2 separate regions of the Mus musculus genome follow, and region 1 is linked to region 2. Evidence: chromatin contacts called from public HiChIP or PLAC-seq data. All regions are on one chromosome and are shown on one strand. The core of a region is the stretch at or near the end of the contact, and the rest is flanking DNA. Distances in the headings are between cores, read along the strand shown.

Region 1 (4,177 bases), core at 331-2,830, 430 kb after region 2:
ATGTGGGTTCTGGGAACCAACCCCCAGTGGTCCTTGGGAAAAACAGCAAGTGATTTTTAACCATTGAGCCATCTGCCCTAGGTTCCCATACTCACACTGGAGAGAACACGTCTACAAGAATCTTGAGCTTCATCTAGGCAATTCTCAAACTTAAACCCTTCAAAGGATGGCTTGCCGCTTGGAGCACAGCGCACAGGTAGGGTGTGTGCTTAAGGCAGAAGGCCCCAGCTTATCACCTTCAGCATCCCTTCCTCCCCCAAAAGGAAGATTTCCACGTGACTGGATGATCTCAGTCTGCCTACTGAAACGTAAAATTGCTGAAATAGGGCAATCACTAAAGTAAATGGCCTTAATAAGATAAAATAAACGGCCTTGCCCTGTATCCACATCTACTGACTACATCACTAGGATGGCCAGAAATGGGTGGAGAAGGCAGGGGAAGTTAAACACTGGTTGTCTATCATCTACAAAAGGATGCAGGAAAGCTATTACCTCACCTGACTCTATGTTGTCCCTGTTCACCCAGCCCCTGCTCCTTGGCACATCACCAGGCCTAGGACCTGAAGCCCCCAGCTGTATGCAAACTCCAGGCACCTGGGTACAGGCTCCTGCTCCGGGCTTTGTGGGTGCACAGCTCTACTCCATGTCTCTCATGCTCAAACTCCCAACCTTCCCTGCCACAGTCCCAGGTCCCTTTTGCATCTCACAGCGTATTTCAAGACTTCACCATCTGCGCAAGGAAGGGGTGAAGAGCAGTGACTGTCAGAACCAGCTCATGAATAGCTAACACTTTTCAAAAGTCATGACGCTCCCCAGGATACGGTCCCACCCCCTCACCTGCCCAGAGCCCCGAGGTACGGGCTCCAATGAGCCACACAGGTCAGGAGGAGAATAACAGGGGATCGGAGAGGTTGCCTTGACAGGTCAGGCTTATTTTCCAGGTCTGGTGCCCATTCATTGGGTCTCAGTTCTTTGCACAGCTCCCCGGGTACAGTTAGCACTTTCCAATCACACTGACATCATCCTGTGATTTCTAAGCCAAGGCTCCCTCCCTCTCCTTTGATAGCTGATGGCTTTTCATCAGCACCACATGACCACATACCGCCTGCTCACCACCCTCTGCCTCCCCGGGCCTGAAGGAAAGCCCTGGTGTGGGTTCTGTGAACCTTTCCCTTTTAGTAACAGACTAGCGATGGGTTTGGGCTGGAAGGCCGCGGTGGGAGCCTGGGCTGCATTCTTACCATCCTACTGCCCTCTCATGGAAGTAAGAGCAAAATGACACAGGGCAGCGTGAGGCTGTAACAGGAGCTGTGAGGGGCGGGGCAAGACTGCACACTGGGACTAAAGCTATTTTCAAAAGCAATGCCCAAGTGGAGGCAGTTTTGCCTGCCGAGAAACCTACACTTATCTCCACCACTAACATCTCCCCCATGAAAAAGCCCTAATACCTACCTGAGGTTTGAATATAGGACTCCAACACCCCCATGTGGCAGAGGACTGAAGACAGTCTATCACCTACTACACGTTTCCCCGCAACACTGTGGTGCCGAGCAAGCCACTCAAATGTCTAAAAAGCTCCCACTCCCCCACCACCATTCAAGGGAAAATGTCAGAAGTCCAGATCACGTCAAAGGAGAGAACACCTTCCCTGGCTGACATCTGTAAGCCTTTAAGAAGCCATCACGATCAAGCTACAGTGGAACTGCAATACACCAGCCGATGGTTAGGGACAAACACCTACTGAACCCAGAAGCTGAGAAAGCTAAGAGAAGGAGAAAACACCGTCCAGCCTGTCTGGGTCCCCTCCACTCCATTCCTTCAGCAGTTACACAAAGCACAGCCAAGCACGACCTGTGCCCCAGGCAGTGAGTGGGCTGGGTGCTGGGTGTACAGACATAAATCGTGCAGCACCAATATGCCCGGGTTCAGCCCCCTGCAGAGACTACCCTCCTGCAAACACTTCCTGAGCCCTTCTCCTGGTGACAGACATCCACCCAGGTGCAAAAGGAGCATCTGCTTTGAGTCCACTCGTCAGTCAGAGAGTCAAACCGGATGGATTCCTGACTCAGGCAGACCAGCTCTCGCTCAGAAGGAACGGTTTCAAGGCAGACATGTATCAGATTGGAGCTACAGATGGGACAGTTGGGGAAAGTGCTGCGTTTGGCAGAAGGTGTTAAAGTCACAATCAAAACATATCTGACTGTGCGGAACCAAAAGGCCGGAGAAACTCTGGGATAATGAGCAAAGTTTTATTATGAAGTGGTACCCAGAGTGAGCACTCAGGTACAAATCCAGATATAGCCTGTCAGCCAGCGTGCAGACTCAAACAAACATCCTGGCCTCCAAGGGGTGGTGAGTACCAAGAAATGGGCATCAGAAGTAGTAAGAGATCGGGTCAGGAGGATGGCTCAGTGGGTTTAGGCACTTGTTGCCCAGCTTGGCAACCTGAGTTCAAGCCCCAGGACCTGCATGGAAGGAGAAAACTGACTCCAGCAAGTTGTCCTCCAACCTCCACATGTACAGACGAATAAATTAAAATGCAATTAAAAAAAAAAAAAGGACCTGGCTGTGGTGGTGCTTGCCTTTAATCCTAGCACTCGGAAGGCAGAGGCAGGTGGATCTCTGAGTTCAAGGCTATCGTGGTCTACAGAGCGAATTCCACGACAGCCAAGACTACTCAGAGAAACCCTGTCTCAAAACAAACAAACAAACAAATGATGATGGGGGGGGGGGGGTGATGATGATGATGGTGGTGATGATGATGATGGTGGTAGAGGCTGAGGAGATGCCTTGGAGGGTAAGAGTGCTTGCTGTGCAGCCTGAGTTCCCAAGTGTAATAAGTTAGGTGTGGCCATGCACCCGTAACCCGGCACTGTGGGAGGAGGGCACAGGAAGGCCCCTGGGGCACGCTGGCTGCCAGTCTAGAGCCAGGTTCAGTGAGAGAACTATCTTGATGGAATAATTAGGCAGAGTGACAGAGCAGAACACCCAAGGTCCTCCTCTGGCCCCCATGTGGACCGGAGCATATGTTCCAGCAAACATACACGTGTAACATACACAGTCACACGTACACACAGAATGGGGGTGGTAATGAAACCAATTACAATTCGGCAGGGGGGCACCTTTGCTTTTCTGGCTGGCTTTGTGGTCATCCTAATGATGTAAAGGTCATTTTGAGTTTAAGGTGTGGACAGCACTAATAAAAACGTACTGTATAATGCCTGTCTGCTGCTTAGACCTTGCAGTCGGTATTTAAATGTCTGCATGAATCTAACTTGCAACTTCATGATTCACTGCTTATAACAAATATTTTAGGACTATTTAGAGAACTGTTAATTGATTAATATTCATCAATCAGACACTAGACAGAGAATATACAGTAGATGTTCATATGATTTCTGGTCCAGGCTCCAAAGCATGCACCAAGGTTCTGCGTCTGAGGACATGACGAGATGGACTGCCCGAGTGCTCTCCCTGAAGAAGATGCTGGCGACAGCCCAGGCCAGACCGCAGAGACAGGACGGGCGTGTGGAAGCGTGTTCCTGAAGCTACTCCTACCCATACGCCTTTTTCTACCCTTAAATCTTTGCTTGGGCTGTTCGTTTACCTAGACTATCCCCTGTCTAAAACAGCTTTTCTTCAAAACCCAGGGCAAATGCCACCTCTTCCAGCAAGTTTGCCTGATGTCTAGACAAGAAATCTCTTCTCCATGCAGTGTGCAAGGAGGGGAAGGGCCATAAGCATGCATGTCTCATTATGCTCAAGGCACCTGCTAATTCGTGGACTTCCAAGAACTGGTCATCTGATAGCTGAAAAAAATGAATGGATTCCCTGGACCCCAGAAATCCTGGGCAGACCCAGCTGGACCAGTTCCCTTTCTAAATGTGCTCAGCAGACTGCAAAAGCTTCTTCCAAAGGAAAGAAAAGGTACTGCCCGAGGCATTTAACAGCAGGGCCTCAGGCTCTTACCTCGTACTCAAAGTTACCTCCCAGGGCACCAAGGTCCAGATGTAGGTTCTTGAGAAGTTCACTGGAGCTCCGGACACTCTGTGAGGAAAAACAGCTGAGCTCAGTTAAGGTCTTAGTCAGGGTTTCCATGGAAGTGATGGGGTCCATGACCAGAAGCAACTTCGGGACAGAGGGTTCATTTCAGCTTACAGCTCTCAGGTCATGCTCT
Region 2 (4,033 bases), core at 225-2,724:
CCACCCACAGCAAGTGGAAAGGGACAGGAGATTACAGTCCTCAGCTTACAGAGGAAAAGTTTGGGACAGAAGGTCAGGCCGCTGTCTGGAGCCACGTGGATTGGCAAGACTTGAGCCAGACTTTGATAAAAGGGTTTTAACTGTCACAGGAACCCTAGTGATTATGAAACTGGGCCAGGGTGGAGTCTTTTCAGCCCAAGGTCCTATGCTTAAGGGGTCAAACTATCCTCTACAGACTCCCCTTAAGCAAGGTAACCCAGTTTCTTCCTGGTAGCCATTGATGGCTTCTCTGCCAGTTCTAGGGCAACCTTGACTTCCCATCTGTTTTTTTGCCTTGGCCTTTGAGACTGGACCATTTGTTAAAGTGATTCAACCAAGCTGAAAGGCCACAGAATTATCAAGTTTGTTTGTTTGCTTCCTCTTCTTCCTCTTTCAACTCTTCTTCCTTTTCCTCTGAAAAGGGAAGATTTTCATGCCCTGAAACAAGATTTCTCTATGTATCCCTGGCTGTCCTAGAACTCTCTCTTTAGACCAGACTGGCCTCAAATCCAGAGATTCACCTGTCTCTGCCTCCCAAGTGTTGGGATTAAAAGAGTTGTTCTCCTCCTCCTCCTCCTCCTCCTCCTCCTCCTCTTCCTTCTTCTTCTTCACAAATGAGTAACTGTCCTGGTGCTGTGGTGCTGGAGAGGCAGGGCTGGGCTCTTGCTAGTAGAGCCCATTATTTCTGGGGTAGGGGTTGTCAGGAAAGCCTCGTGATAAGACCTAGAATTGGCTGATGCCAGCTGCTCTCCTCAATGCTTCAGCACAGGGTAGGCCAGCCTCCCTACAGCATCCCTTCAGTTGGCTAATTAGAACAGCCTTCCCCACTACAGAGCTTCCTGGATACCAACCTGCTGGGGGTGGTGGGGTGGGGTGGGGTGACCTCTGTCCATTCTTGCAAGCTCTTCTATCATTACTTAGAGTTAGTCAATGGAACCCTTGCTGGGAGTTAGTCTCACCTCCCTTTCCTAGATTAGGGAAAGGAACACTCCATATATGAGTGTTCATACTGATGCTACAGGTAGGATTGCAGAGCTAGGATGTAAATCTTTAAATTAATTTGTCACCTCGAATTTTGACTCTTAGTGACTAGGCTGGGGAGAGCTACTCTTAAAGCCTTCCGGAGTTAGGGATGGAGATGGGTGTCTTGAAAACGGGCTTCTGGGCAGCAAAACCCTGGTTCATGTGAGGGTCTTGTCCCCACAGCCCACCAGCTCTATTTGCAAACAACACTCCACCTAACTCTGGCTCCCATTCATGCTAATTGCGAACACAGCCAATGAACGCAGGTTGCAGGTGGCTGATGCTCCGTTGTTTCCTATTTTTCTGCCTTTCTCCCCTGATTTTCCTATTTCCGAAAAACACCAGCCCTGTCACGGTGTTGGTCTGGCTCATTTCCTACCCTCACCAAAGGGGGGGAGAATCAAAAAGCAACAGCTGCTGGCAAATCCGCTCCGGCGCTGGGCGCCTCCTCCGCGCGTCTCCTGTTGCTTCTTCAAGCCTCACTTCCCTTTGCGAAGAGCTCGCAGAGAGAAGGGCGCGGGCGACATCACAGGGGTCTGCAAGGGGACCCAGAAGCCAGTGGACGAGGGCGACCGGGGAGGCCAACCAGTCAGCCCCCTCTGGGAGGCGGGAAAGCTGCAAGCCGCGCCCACCGCCCTGCCCCCAGCGCGCCACTCCCGGCTGCTTGGACTCTGCTAGTCCTTCTGGGATCCGCTCGGAGGGGACCCAACGCCTAGGTGAGCAGCAAGGGAGGTGGGCAAAGTTGGCACCTTCTTCCGAGTGGAGGAGGCTTGGGTGGGGATCCGTCACTCTAGCGCCAGGTTCCTCCGAGTCTTGTTTGTTTCAGTGGGTGTGTGCCCAGGTCCCTGCCTGGGCGGCGGGAAATGGATTTGGAGATGTAAACAAGTAGATGAGCTTCCAAAAGCTAAGGATACCGGGATGGGGTTGCAGGCAATGGCGGTGGGCGATGCTGGTGGCTGGAAAATGCTTTTGAGGCTGCCCTGAGCTTGCATCAGGAGCTCCAGAAGGATAGAGGACCCTTTAGCAGGGGAGCTTCCCTTTGTTACTCGGAAGCGGGAGACCCTGCGGGGAATGGAGATGCGAGGACCCGGGAATGAAGGAATGTGAATGTGGACACATGGGCCACACAAAATGGAAATTTGCTGGCTTGGTGCTTGTGGGGTGTGGGCGTGGGCTCCGGGAGTGGCGAAGAGGCCCTGTAGACGGCGTTGGGGTTCGAGGATGAGGGGATTCATCTGACTGCATTGCCTTCTTTTGGTCTGTCCAGCTCGATTTTCTTTCCAGGGCTGCTAGTACCCTATCTCCATCGTTCCCAACCGGGGCTGGCCCTGGCGGAGCCTCCCCGCTTTATGTCTGCCCAGGGCTTTTCTGTAGAGTTGGTTGAGAGACTGGGTCTCTGGGCGTCTGCTCCTAGGAGCAGTCAGGTTGGAAATACCGGCCCACCCAAGCTGCCACCAACCTCCAGACCCAGAGGTTGTGATGCCTGGAGGCTTGGCTCCATCAATGTACCCTCTGTCTTTATTTCCTTTGTCTAACCTGTCTTCCCGCGCTACTGGAATTGGGATTTCTACCTTTGTAGTGGGACCAGTGGGCATCTCAGCCCTCTCAAGGACCCTTGGCACTAGTGTTCTGACTGCCCTCATATTGTAGATGTATGAATGTGTGTATCTGTTTTCCAACTTGGCCTTTTGCACGTGACCTGTCTCATGGTTGCCATGGAAACCCCTCCAGTTCAACCTCCCTCAGATTTCTGCCCATTCCTCACCTCCAATTGCCTCCCCTCCCCCCAATATGGTTGCTTAGATACTGGTTACCCTTTGCTTTTTAAAGGAGGACACCCTATGTCTGGCTCCCGTTCTAAACTGCCTGGCCCTTTACCCATCCCACCACCACAAGCACCACAAACACAAGTGCTCACACATTACACACAATATCGTCACAGCCTCACATACCTGTCAACCCTCACAGCCCTTTAGCATAGTGGACACACATAACATACACATTTATATCACATGAACACCAAGTAACACATCATGAAACCACAACACATCAAGCCAAAGACACCAAATGCACAGCCCACCACATAAACGGCAAATATATCCCGCACCCTACACACCACATACACACCAACTACACCACACACATACGACACCCACACCAAATAGACGACCTGCATCCCGTCCCACATACACAGTAACTGTACCAACCGTCCTACATACACAGTAACTGTACCAACTGTCCTACATACACAGTAACTGTACCAAATGCATGTTACTTATACTCAGCCCTCACTCTGTGTGTGCATGCAGGGACTCCACCTGTAACACAAACTGACACATACATGTACACACGCATGTACATGCACACACACACACACACACACACACACACACACACACACACACCAGGCTGGGTGAGGCTAAGCAGACAGAGAGTGCTTTCCTTCCTGTTCAGCCTTATTCTGGATACTTAGAGTATCAAGAAGGAGTAGCCCAGAAGGGAACCTCTGACTTCTCCCAGGGACCTTACAGGAAAAAGCCAAAGAAAAGCTCCCAAACCATCCTAGGAGAGAAACCCCTCTGCTAGGTGCCAGACTCCAGGGCCATGGCTGGGCACAAACCAGGATTTAAGTCTCTCCAGGCTGTGTTCTTCCTTCCTTGACACCCATGGTCCTTTCTGAACAGAGGAGGCTCTGTGGAAGGGAGGGAAGCCTGTTATGAGAACACAAGAGGGCAGAGAGAAGGAACAGGGATCAAAGATATATGTGTGTGTGAGAGAGAGAGAGACAGAGACATAGAAAGACAGAGAGACAGAGACAGAAAGAAGGAGAAAGAGAGACAGAGAGAGGAGACAGTGACACAGAGTGATAGAGATAAAGAGAGGGAGAGAGAAGAGCCAAAGAAATGCCAAACAGGGTTCTCAGCTGTGTGTGGAGTTCTGGTCTACCCCAGTCCCAGTTTTCCTGCTTCTT

What was found. HiChIP or PLAC-seq counts read pairs in DNA pulled down with a chosen protein or histone mark.
Region 1: an H3K4me3 HiChIP or PLAC-seq map of embryonic basal ganglia shows a contact between it and region 2, with 4 times the contacts expected there. The contact joins the enhancer-like site here to the promoter of Fxyd6 in region 2. A contact is called at or near these places in 3 of 39 promoter capture datasets (cranial neural crest, maxillary cranial neural crest and stem cell-derived epiblast-like cells) and 5 of 115 datasets of contacts at active chromatin or transcription factors (embryonic basal ganglia, embryonic forebrain, embryonic hindbrain and 2 more).

Annotation. Positions count from the first base shown.
Region 1 is chr9:45,797,496-45,801,672 of GRCm38.p6, forward strand. Cep164 (centrosomal protein 164) reads right to left here. Exons shown (of 30, transcript NM_001081373.3): 7 at 3,970-4,047. Among named protein-coding and RNA genes, the nearest start is that of Cep164, 29 kb to the right of the region's middle. Within about 2 kb of position 1,581, at least 59 of the 459 cell types and tissues checked have an H3K27ac peak or open chromatin away from gene starts, as enhancers often do.
Region 2 is chr9:45,368,711-45,372,743 of GRCm38.p6, forward strand. Fxyd6 (FXYD domain-containing ion transport regulator 6) reads left to right here and starts at 1,475. Exons shown (of 8, transcript NM_022004.6): 1 at 1,475-1,778.